Linked DNA regions of Mus musculus: region 2 is linked to region 1. Evidence: chromatin contacts called from public Micro-C data. All regions are on one chromosome and are shown on one strand. Each heading gives the region's core, a stretch centred on a gene start, on an enhancer-like site or on the middle of the called end of the contact. The rest is flanking DNA. Distances are from core to core; before and after follow the strand shown.

Region 1 (4,766 bases), core at 1,640-4,139:
TAAGGGGGAGAGGAGAGGAGAGTAAGAGCAAGAGAACAAAGGAGTGAGAGAGCAAGGAGGGGTCAAACAGCCCCTCTTATGGTGTGGGCTATCTTTTCTTTTGCTATGGGTAGGCGTTTAGCCTGAAGGTCAGAAGCTTGGGACATTGCCTATGTGACTTCTAACCATGCTTCTCTTGTGGAGGCTGTGGGGGGCAGTAACTTAGGCAGGAGCTAGAGTTCCAGGAGCATGAGAGAACTCCTTCTGTCCCATGTAGGTAAATTATCATCACTGGGTCCAGGGGTTCAATATCTCAGCTCGACTGGAAGCCAGCCTGTCTGTGTATAACCCAATGCTCCACACTCATCCATGCTTGTGACGTGTTGGGGTGGCCATTGCAACTTCAATTTCCTTGCCATAGGCTCAGCATACAGGTCAGAGCCAACTTGGGAAGTTTTAGCCTCAGTCTGGTGGGACAGATGGAGCCAGAAGCGCAGTCGTTGGCAATGAAGGAACCTTTGAAGAGGATGGAATCGAAGCTCGTCATCTCCAGAGGAGTACAGATGGAGCCTGCATCTGAGAGGGGGATCTTGGATGCCCAGGTGCCTAGGTACTCACTAACTGCACAGAGGTGCCACACAGAACTCCATATACACAGCCTCCCATATACTTTAGATTACTTAGCATTTTTGTCTAAATATCTTTGATCTCTGATTGGTTGAATTCAAGGCCATGAAACCAGCGATCTTGGAAGATCAACTGAGATTAATTATGATTTATGGAGCAGGAAACTGTGAGCCAATAGGAAGAAGAGATTTTGTGGTTCCTTTGGGGAAACTTATTTTTTCAGACCAAATTTTTGTAGCTCTGGTAGGCCTAGAGCTCTGTCTATCAGCCAGACTGGACTTAAACTTATGGTGATTCTCCTGCCTTGGCCTCCAAAATGCTAGAATTGCTGGCGTACCATGAGAATTTGAGAAATTCTTAACCGAGGCAGAGAGGTTTACCTGTCTTGAAATGGTGAGTGTGGGACAAAAAGACACATTTGGATTGGCTGTCAAGGGCCATATTCCAGGACATGGGCTGGGAAATGGAGTGCAATGGGAGATTAAACAAACAAACAAACACTTCAATATTAAAAATAACAGCGTGGACTCAGGGCTGGAGAGATGGCTCAGTGGTTAAGAGCACTGACTACTCTTCCAGAGGTCCTGAGTTCAATTCCCAGCAACCACATGGTGGCTTGCAACTGTGTGTAATGGGATCTGATGCCCTCTTCTGGCATGTCTGAAGACAGCTACAGTGTACTCACACTGTATAGATGTGAGTATATGTAAAAAGGTGAGTATATGTAAAATAAATAAATAATTCTCTAAAAATAAAAGTATTGACTCAAGGTTAAGAGATGGCTCTGAACTTAAGAGTACTGGCTGCTCTTCAAGAGGACTCAGGCTTGAGTCCTAGCATCTACATGGTGGCTCACAGCTGCAATTCCAGCTCCAGGGGTTCTGGCTATGCCTTCTTGCAACCATGCACACTCTTGGTGCACAGACATACCTGCAGGCAAAGCATCCTTCACATAGAAAACAAAACAAAAACCTGAGTTCTTCTCAGAAGCTATCAACTGTCCCATAGCCCTTCAGCTGGGAGCAGGGGCTTGTGAGCCGTGCCCTTCACTCCCCAGGCTGGACCATTGATGCTTCCTTTATCTGTACTCCAGCCCTCTGCACTAGTGGGACTGACTCACCGATGACTTGGAACCCCCTACCAGCTCAATGGGAGCAAGAAGGAGCCATTGCTGTCTACAGCTCACAACGGCACTAGGGCAGAAGAGGCAAACTGGAGGATTACTGTAAGAATATGTGTTTCCAACAGCTGGTGAGAACTCCAGATTGCTTCTCTTTCTGCTATGTTCTTCTGGCTTCTTTGGACGTGGTATCACTAGGCAGTCTAGGCTGACCTGGAACTTGCTATCTACCCCAGGTTGGTCTCCAATTTGTTATCATCTTGTTTTAGTCTCTAAAATTCTGGGATTAACAGGCTGGTCCCACCATACCTGGCCTCTCTGCTCTGTATCTTATGCAGCAATTGAATTATTGGTGAACCCACACCCAACCCACTTGCCACCATACAGTCTAGGTAAATCCTTAATGTATGTGTTTTTGCATCTACAAAATTGGTACAATTGCTTTCAAATGAGGCTTCTGCCCTGGAAGACCCATCCCAGAGGGTGGCAGGATGTGGGGAATTTAGCCCTACATTGAATCCTAGTGGGCTAATGGGCCATAAACTAAGACTGAAGAGGAAGGAACTGAGAGAGGCCCAGGGCATCTGTGCTTCCCATGGGGCTTAGCAGTTCTCTGGGTTGCCTGGAGGCCAAAAGGTCCTGCCAGGGACAGATTGTGATAAAGCAGTTTAAAAAGCAAGAGGAAAGGGAGGGCCAGGGCGTACTTCCTGAAGTGAGCTACAGTGAGCATTGGGAACCTTATTTGTGCTGGGTGGAGAAAATTATTTGTTTTTTTCCTGGCCCTTTGGAAACCCAGACTCACCAGAAAGGAAAAAAAATATTTCACATTGCTTTAGCAAAGTTCAAATAGACTCTATGTTCCGCTGGAATAATCTGGAATGTATGTGCTAATTCTCTATTGCAGGTCTCAGTCCTGGGTAGGCCAGCCTTCCTTAATACAGATTTAAAGAAAAAACTGCTTCCCTCCAGGTTCTGTGCCTTAGGCTTGCCATCAAAATAAAGAGCATTTACATGAATTTGAACTTTCTGAACTATTATCATTGCTGGATCAATTCGGCCAAGCCTTTTCCCCAATACCGCTCTTCCTCCACACGTCCCTATCAGGAACCCACAGAGGCAGCCAGGTTTCCTTTAGTTTGAGGAACCCCGCTTTGCTCAGCAAGGCTCTTCATAAGCTGTCTCTCCTCTTTCACCCAACACAACTGTGTGCTTCACTTCTAAATTCTAGACCAGGCTAATCTCACGGTGACCTGCAGACACCAGATACTGTGAAGTTTTTGGCTTTGCAACATAAAGACAAGCCGAGGCCAATAGAGCACATTACACATGTTTATTCTTACATTCTATTTTGCATTCTTGTTTATGAAGCTTATCCTAATGGCTTCCCTCCAGCCCTTCTGGAGCTGACTCTGCTAGTGGCCTCCCTAAGGGATCCTCTACTCATGGCATGGGTAATGTGATCCCAGCTCAATGTAAAGCCCAATGGATGAGGCCAGTCAATCACCGAGGCTCCACCCACTGCCCACGACTGGTAGGAGTGACCATTGGTTGTGGAGGAAAAGGATCTTCACCGAGACTCTCAGCAGGGCCGCTTGCTCCTAAGAAACTGTCCTTTTCCTGTCACAGATGGACATCGCCATACTTGCTGGTTTTGCTTGGAACCTGTGAGGCAGGTGAGAGGCTGACAGACAGTCAGGAATAGCTACATGACAGAAGGAAAGAACTAGTTAACCCTAGTAGCTGCCTATTTCTGTACTGCCACACCACCTCCAGTAGGATCTGTGTGACAAGTTCCACAGACTGAGGCGACTGACCTCAAAAGGGGGAGTCTCCTGGAACTGGTTGTGGAACTCTTCACTGGAGAAAAATTATTGAGCCATAGTTCTTATGACAATCGATTTCTTTTGTTTTCTCATATTCCTTTTTCTTATTTTCATGTTCCAGGTAGCCTAGGCCAAGATCTTAAGCAAGAATAATGGGTAAGAAACCATCCCTAGAGATGGGGACACTAACATGACCTTATCCCCAGGGAAACCAACGCTTTACTTTCTAAATCATTTACAAAACTATGATTATAAAAACTTTCCCAACAATAAAATTTCATATGGCTACACATGTGTCATCAGAGGTGAGTTTTTGGTATGGTAAAGAAAGCCTTAATTAGGAAGAATTAAAATAGTTTAAATTTATGCATTGAAGATTTATTTAAAAAATCAGGCATTAGATGTTAAATAATAACTGACTATATGGGGCTGGAGAGTTAGCTCAGCAGTTAAGAGCACTGACCATAAAGATTTATTAATCTGCTCCTGTAAATATGCCACTAGCCTTGGACAATTGCCCCCATTGAATACATCCTTTTAAAATTGTTATATTTTGATGACTTATATTAATAATGATGTTACCTGTTTTGTTTGTGATTCACTGAATACATAGTTTCAGAGTTGTAATGCTTGGATGATTTTTTTGCTTTACTGTGTCAAATGAATTTTATTGGTATTTGTGATTGTTTCACTGGATATAGTTTCTAAGAGATGTAATGTTTTTTTTTTTAATGTATAAAATCCTCTGCTTGAGAGCTGCAAAATACACTCAGATTCAAACTGCATCTGTGTTTGTTTCTGTTTGTCACTGCCGATTCCTTACCTACCTGGCCTCGAGAACCCACATTCCAGGGACCCCCATACCCAGCTGGGGTGGTCCATGGCACTGTACTCATCTGTAGGCTTAGAGTTTTTCAAAACCCACTTTTAATAATGGTTCTCAAATGCTTCGACATGCCCCCCCCCCCTTCTAGCCCACCATCCGAAGGCATTGAACAAGCATTGAACTTTTGTTCAACTCAGCAGAGGTACGGCAATTCACAAGGCCCTGGGGACGGTAAATCAGATTAAAGAAAGCTAGAATGTCTGTGTCTTTGCTGATTGATATCACAAGAGACAGCCACCCTCTTCCATATCATTTCCCAGAGGCAACATAGGTCAACAAACATTTATTAAGGATATGCTGGGTGACCAAGAGTTGTGCAGGTATGGGGACA
Region 2 (4,766 bases), core at 1,098-3,597, 60 kb after region 1:
CCCTAGGACCAGTTAAAGACCTTGTCTCCAAAAATAAGGCAGAGTATGACTGACGAAGACCACCTCCGCTGGCCCCTCGCCTCCACATGTGTATGTGGGTGCATGTAAACACACAAATATATGTGTAGACATTCTTTACACAAAGCACACAAAACTTGGACAAGCCTCTTAGTTTGGGGAGGGGCAATATATGGCTTACACTGACCTTACTACTCTTTAATCAGAGAGCAAGTATAAGCAAGCTATGAAGAATGTGTTAGAATAACCACAAGAAGTAAGTGACGATTGTCCAGTTGTCTGTGTGAGTGCTAGGCCACAGCTGAGTGCCATACAGGAGGAAATGCCAGGAATCTCCATAAACCCAGAAGGTACAATAAAATTCCAAAATATCTGTTTCTCAGATCGCAGAACTCTTGTCCCTAGAAGGGACTGTCCTTCAATCAAATGACTTGCTAACACATCTTAGTTTTTAAAGAGCTTCCTGAATGAGCACTAATAGCAAGGACCACGCTTTCCAAAACACTGGGCCCTTGGCAGTCTGTGACACAGAGCAAGAAAGAATTCTGCTAGACATCTACATGAGCCACAAAAAGTATCAATGTATGCAAACACATAAGCCTGATCGAGGCACCTGGAGACCAAGCCAGCTTCCTGCTGCTGACGTGATCTCAGACAGTCTCTATGCCCTCTGGGTCCCATCAGCAAAATGAAGGTGGATGGTGGCAGCTGCTGTGTTCCCCACAAGACTGAACATCTGAGAAAGCTTCACGACTCACTGACTAAACCACCAGTGTCTTACTGTTCTTGTCGAAAGGTAATGAGAAAATCAAATTGTATCCCATTAAGGAAATATGTTTATAACTAAATTACCCCTGAGAACTTCATGCTTCCTGGAAAGGTCTTTCATTGCTCTCCTAATATGAAATTTACCAGGAAACCCATGTTTTTCTGAGTAGCCAGTAAACATATTTTGAAATGTTTTATTCTATGACAGCCTCTTTTGGCCATCTACATGTGATTTGTTGGAAGAGATCCTAGACAGATATTATTATTATTATTATTATTATTATTATTATTATTATTATTATTATTATTAAAAGGGATAAAAATCAATCAAATAGCCCAGAAGCATCTCACTGGGAGGAGACCCATTCTTCAATCAAACTCGCCACAAGTCCACTGTCACAAACTCAGCCTGATCACCATGCCCATGTCCACAAGACCTTACTGGTCCTGTGCCTGTTAACCATATACAGTAGTTACTGTGTCTGAGTTTAATATCGTTCCCCTTCCTTCTTGCCTAAAATACATGTACAATGTTCTTTGCCACATCTGCATTTAAAAAAAAAAAAAAAACCAAAACCACTTAGTGCTTAGAGCACAGTTCTGTCAGGGAATAGAGGGAGAGCTTTCAGAAGTGTACTTTTACACAGCTGCCTTTGCTTAGTCACTGTGCCCCAGTGTTTTCATCTGAAAAAATGGGCACACTACTCTCCAACCCTGAGCTTACTTTACAGTGGTCAGTATTAACCAGTTTACCGTACAAAACTGAACAAGAACAGGCCTGGCTTTGTGTAATCCAAACTTCATATCAAATTCTAAGGTAATGTGATTTTTCACGGTGTTTGTTGGGTAAGTTGTCCGAGAAGGTGGTTTGACCTAAGTCTGGAAGGAAGCAACTGAAATGACTTGGTAGAGAAAGATGTGTTGGTTTTCCTTGGCCATAATCACTTACTTACTCATAATTCTATAATTTGAGAAACAAGTGTGTCCAGACACGGCCTCTGGGCCAAACATAGTTATGAGAGTGGTCTGATCAAAATTTGTAAACTTGCTGAAAGTTTGGTGTGCATGTATGTGAGAGTGTGGTGTGTAATGTGTACATGCATGTGTGCATGTGTGTGTATATGTGGTGTATGTGTGTGTGTATGTGTGATGAAAGTGGTCTGATTGAAACTTGTAAACTTGCTGAAAGTGTGTGTGTCTGTGTGAGTGTGGTGTGTGTGTGTGTGTGTGCGTGCATGTGTGTATGTGTTGTGTGTGTGCGTGCGTGCGTGTGTATGTGTGGTGTGAGTGCGCGCACGTGTGTGCATGTGTGTGTATATGTGGCATATGTGTGTGTGTGCATGTGTTCATAACACGATTGCAGGATTTTTTTTAGCATGAACTTTGTAGATGAAAATGCCGTGTTGTAATGTCAAAAGATTAAACACATAAAATATGGGTTGGCAGGTGTGACCAATCTTTGCTTGTTTCAGGATTTTCCCTGTCCAATCACATTAGGGCAGTGGGAGACCTGTGATTGGACAGAGAACGGGAGGCGGGGCTAAGAGTCTCAGAGTTTGTCAGAGGGGAGGAGAAGCAAAATGGCTGCTGACGTATACCCGAGTTTTATTTTCCAGCCACAAGTAGCCTTGATTTCATAAGGTTAGAAATATTGGAATAAGACTTTTATCATTATCAATTGGCTCTGAAATTATTGTATTGGCATCTTGTAAATTGTAATTCTATTGATACATAAATCTGCTTGGTTAAGCTTTGAGAGTCTTGATTCTACCGGATAATTAGGTGTTGAGATGACCAACCATGGGATGCGTAGGGCATTGCGTGGTAGTGAGAGGAACTGGGGACGCTGGAGAGATGGCCCGGAGGGAGCTGTGTGGTCCTGCTTGGCCAGAGTTGGCGAGCCGGCAGGAGCGCGGGAGCGTGATCCGGCCCTGCAGAGCATTGTGGGTTCATCTTTTAAATATTTCCCGCAGCTGACTGGGCCACTCAAGATGGTGTCTTTATATACAGTACGGACATATCAGGAAGCAGTGGGCCAGGGATCTCTCAGTCCTTATAGTTTCTCTTGCTCTTCTCATGGTCATGGTGGCTTATCTTTTTAGAGTGTGCCCAGCTACCCCTAAAGCAGGGAATCTTTTGCCTGTGTTGAGACTCTCAAGAACTTCGCTGTATTTTACCGGTGAAAGAAGTCCCAGGATCAGTCTCCAGAGGAGGGCTGTGTTACTCAACATTCAACCACTATAGCAAGCCCCAGAGGTGATCAGTTTATAAAGAGGAAAGGTTTCGCTGGCTCGTGGATTCACAAATTTCAGCCATGTTCAGGTGGGAAGGCTGAAGGATCACTGAAGGAGGAGATGCTGAAGCCGTTCAATTCACAGTGAGGGGACAAAAAGAAAGGAAGACAGGCTTAAGTGCTCACTTATCCTCTTAAATGGTGCACTTCCAGGGGCCCAAAGCCTCATCGAAGGCCCCACTACTCAAAGGCTTCCCTGCCTCCCACCCGAGCCCTCCCAAAGACAGAATATTTAATACTCAGAACTTTATACCAAAACGTAAGAAGGAACTAGAGCTGACCAAGAGGAGCAGGAAGCACGGTTCACTGGATCCACTGTGAAATGGGCTAACGCGGAGATAAGTCAGAAGGCCTCCTGGGATCAACCAAGGTGAGCAGAGGAGGCCTGAAAACGGGTACTTAGCTGTCGATTTAAATAGAAACACCACCTGCAGCTTTATTTGGTTCTAAAATAGTTCTTGGCTAGGGGATGTAGCTCAGTGTTAAGACTTACCTACCATGTTGGTTCATGGCCAGAACTGCAAAAGAACAACCATATCATGGTATACACCCTGTGTTAATTAGCTTCCTGTCACTGTGACAAAAAAATTAAATAAAACAAAGCAAAAAAAAAAAAAAAAAAAAAAAAAAAAAAAAAAAAACCCTGGGAAAACTTAAAGGAGGAAATATTTATTTTGGCTGATGCTGGGTGGATTCTGGGCTTTAGTAAGACAAGCCATGTGACAGAAAGTGTGGGAGCACATGGTGGAACAGAATAGCTCTCTGCAAGTATCTGGGCCCCAGCGGGGTGACAGAGAAGTGCCCTTCAAAAAAAGCATCCTCCCAGTGGTCACTTCCTCCAAAGGGCTCAGGCAGTAACGCTCCGTCGCCAGCTGGTGGCGCTGTTTGAGGTGGCTTCAGAGGCAAAGCCTCGGGTCTCTGGAGGTTGGCTTTGAGTGTTCACAGACTTGCCCCACTTCAAGTTCTGTTTCATTCTTGCTGTAGATGAGGTCTCTCAGCTTCCAGCTCTTGCCGCCATGCCTGCTGCTCACTGCCATTCTTCCCCACCGCGGTGGACCCTCTGGAACCACGAGCCAAAATAAATTCCTTCTATATAAGTCGCCTTGGTCATAGGGTTTTATCCCAGCAACAGAAAAGTAACTACTACATCCTCCTAAGAGCCCACCCTGTACTGAGCCGCTTCTTCATAGCTTTAACCCCCTCGTGAGGCAGTGGCTACTCTATAATGTCACCATCCAGGAGTTAAGCCTTCGATACGCGAGAGGGATAGTCCTTATCCAAATGGTGGCATTTCTTAAACAATAAGATTCCAAGATCCAAATTAGGAAATGTAGAACCCTCGAACCCAAGCACCCCTAAAATCCTTATCCTGGGGAATTTGAATAATCCTTCTCCAATTCTGTGTCAAATTTGCTTGTTGAGCTCACATAGAGATTTTCTTTAGCCCACAGTGAAGATAACAAGGCCCTAGGTGTGACTCTACCAGGAAGTTTGTTCCTGTGGGTGCTCTTTTCAGAGCTCATCGGCAGTATTTTTTTTTTTTTTTCTCACTACTTTTGCCCGTCCTGTTTCTCAAAGCATCGATGTGGCTATGTTGTCTTATCCGGGGTTGTTTTTCCACGGAAACAGATTAAGAATTTTTTTTCAAAGAAATCTGAGAATTTGGTTGATTCTGGATATGTGTGTG

The links. A called contact is a pair of places that touch in the nucleus more often than the background predicts.
Region 2: a contact with region 1 is called in a Micro-C map of the G1E-ER4 cell line, with 3 times the contacts expected there. The contact joins the promoter of 4933404K13Rik here to the enhancer-like site in region 1. A contact is called at or near these places in 3 of 39 promoter capture datasets (the C10 cell line, embryonic stem cells and neutrophils), 3 of 15 datasets of contacts at CTCF or cohesin (the NIH/3T3 cell line, large pre-B cells and pro-B cells), 12 of 484 Hi-C or Micro-C datasets (the 63-12 cell line, B cells, the C10 cell line and 9 more) and 1 of 115 datasets of contacts at active chromatin or transcription factors (the 230-238 cell line).

The regions. Positions count from the first base shown.
Region 1 is chr10:43,763,097-43,767,862 of GRCm38.p6, forward strand. It overlaps 1700027J07Rik (RIKEN cDNA 1700027J07 gene), which reads left to right. Exons shown (of 4, transcript NR_040581.2): 2 at 401-589; 3 at 1,700-1,962; 4 at 2,631-2,740. Among named protein-coding and RNA genes, the nearest start is that of 1700027J07Rik, 19 kb to the left of the region's middle. Within about 2 kb of position 2,890, at least 38 of the 459 cell types and tissues checked have an H3K27ac peak or open chromatin away from gene starts, as enhancers often do. A contact at or near this core is called in B cells, the G1E-ER4 cell line, pre-B cells and 1 more, where this site is marked.
Region 2 is chr10:43,823,560-43,828,325 of GRCm38.p6, forward strand. 4933404K13Rik (RIKEN cDNA 4933404K13 gene) reads left to right here and starts at 2,348. Exons shown (of 3, transcript NR_131055.1): 1 at 2,348-2,427.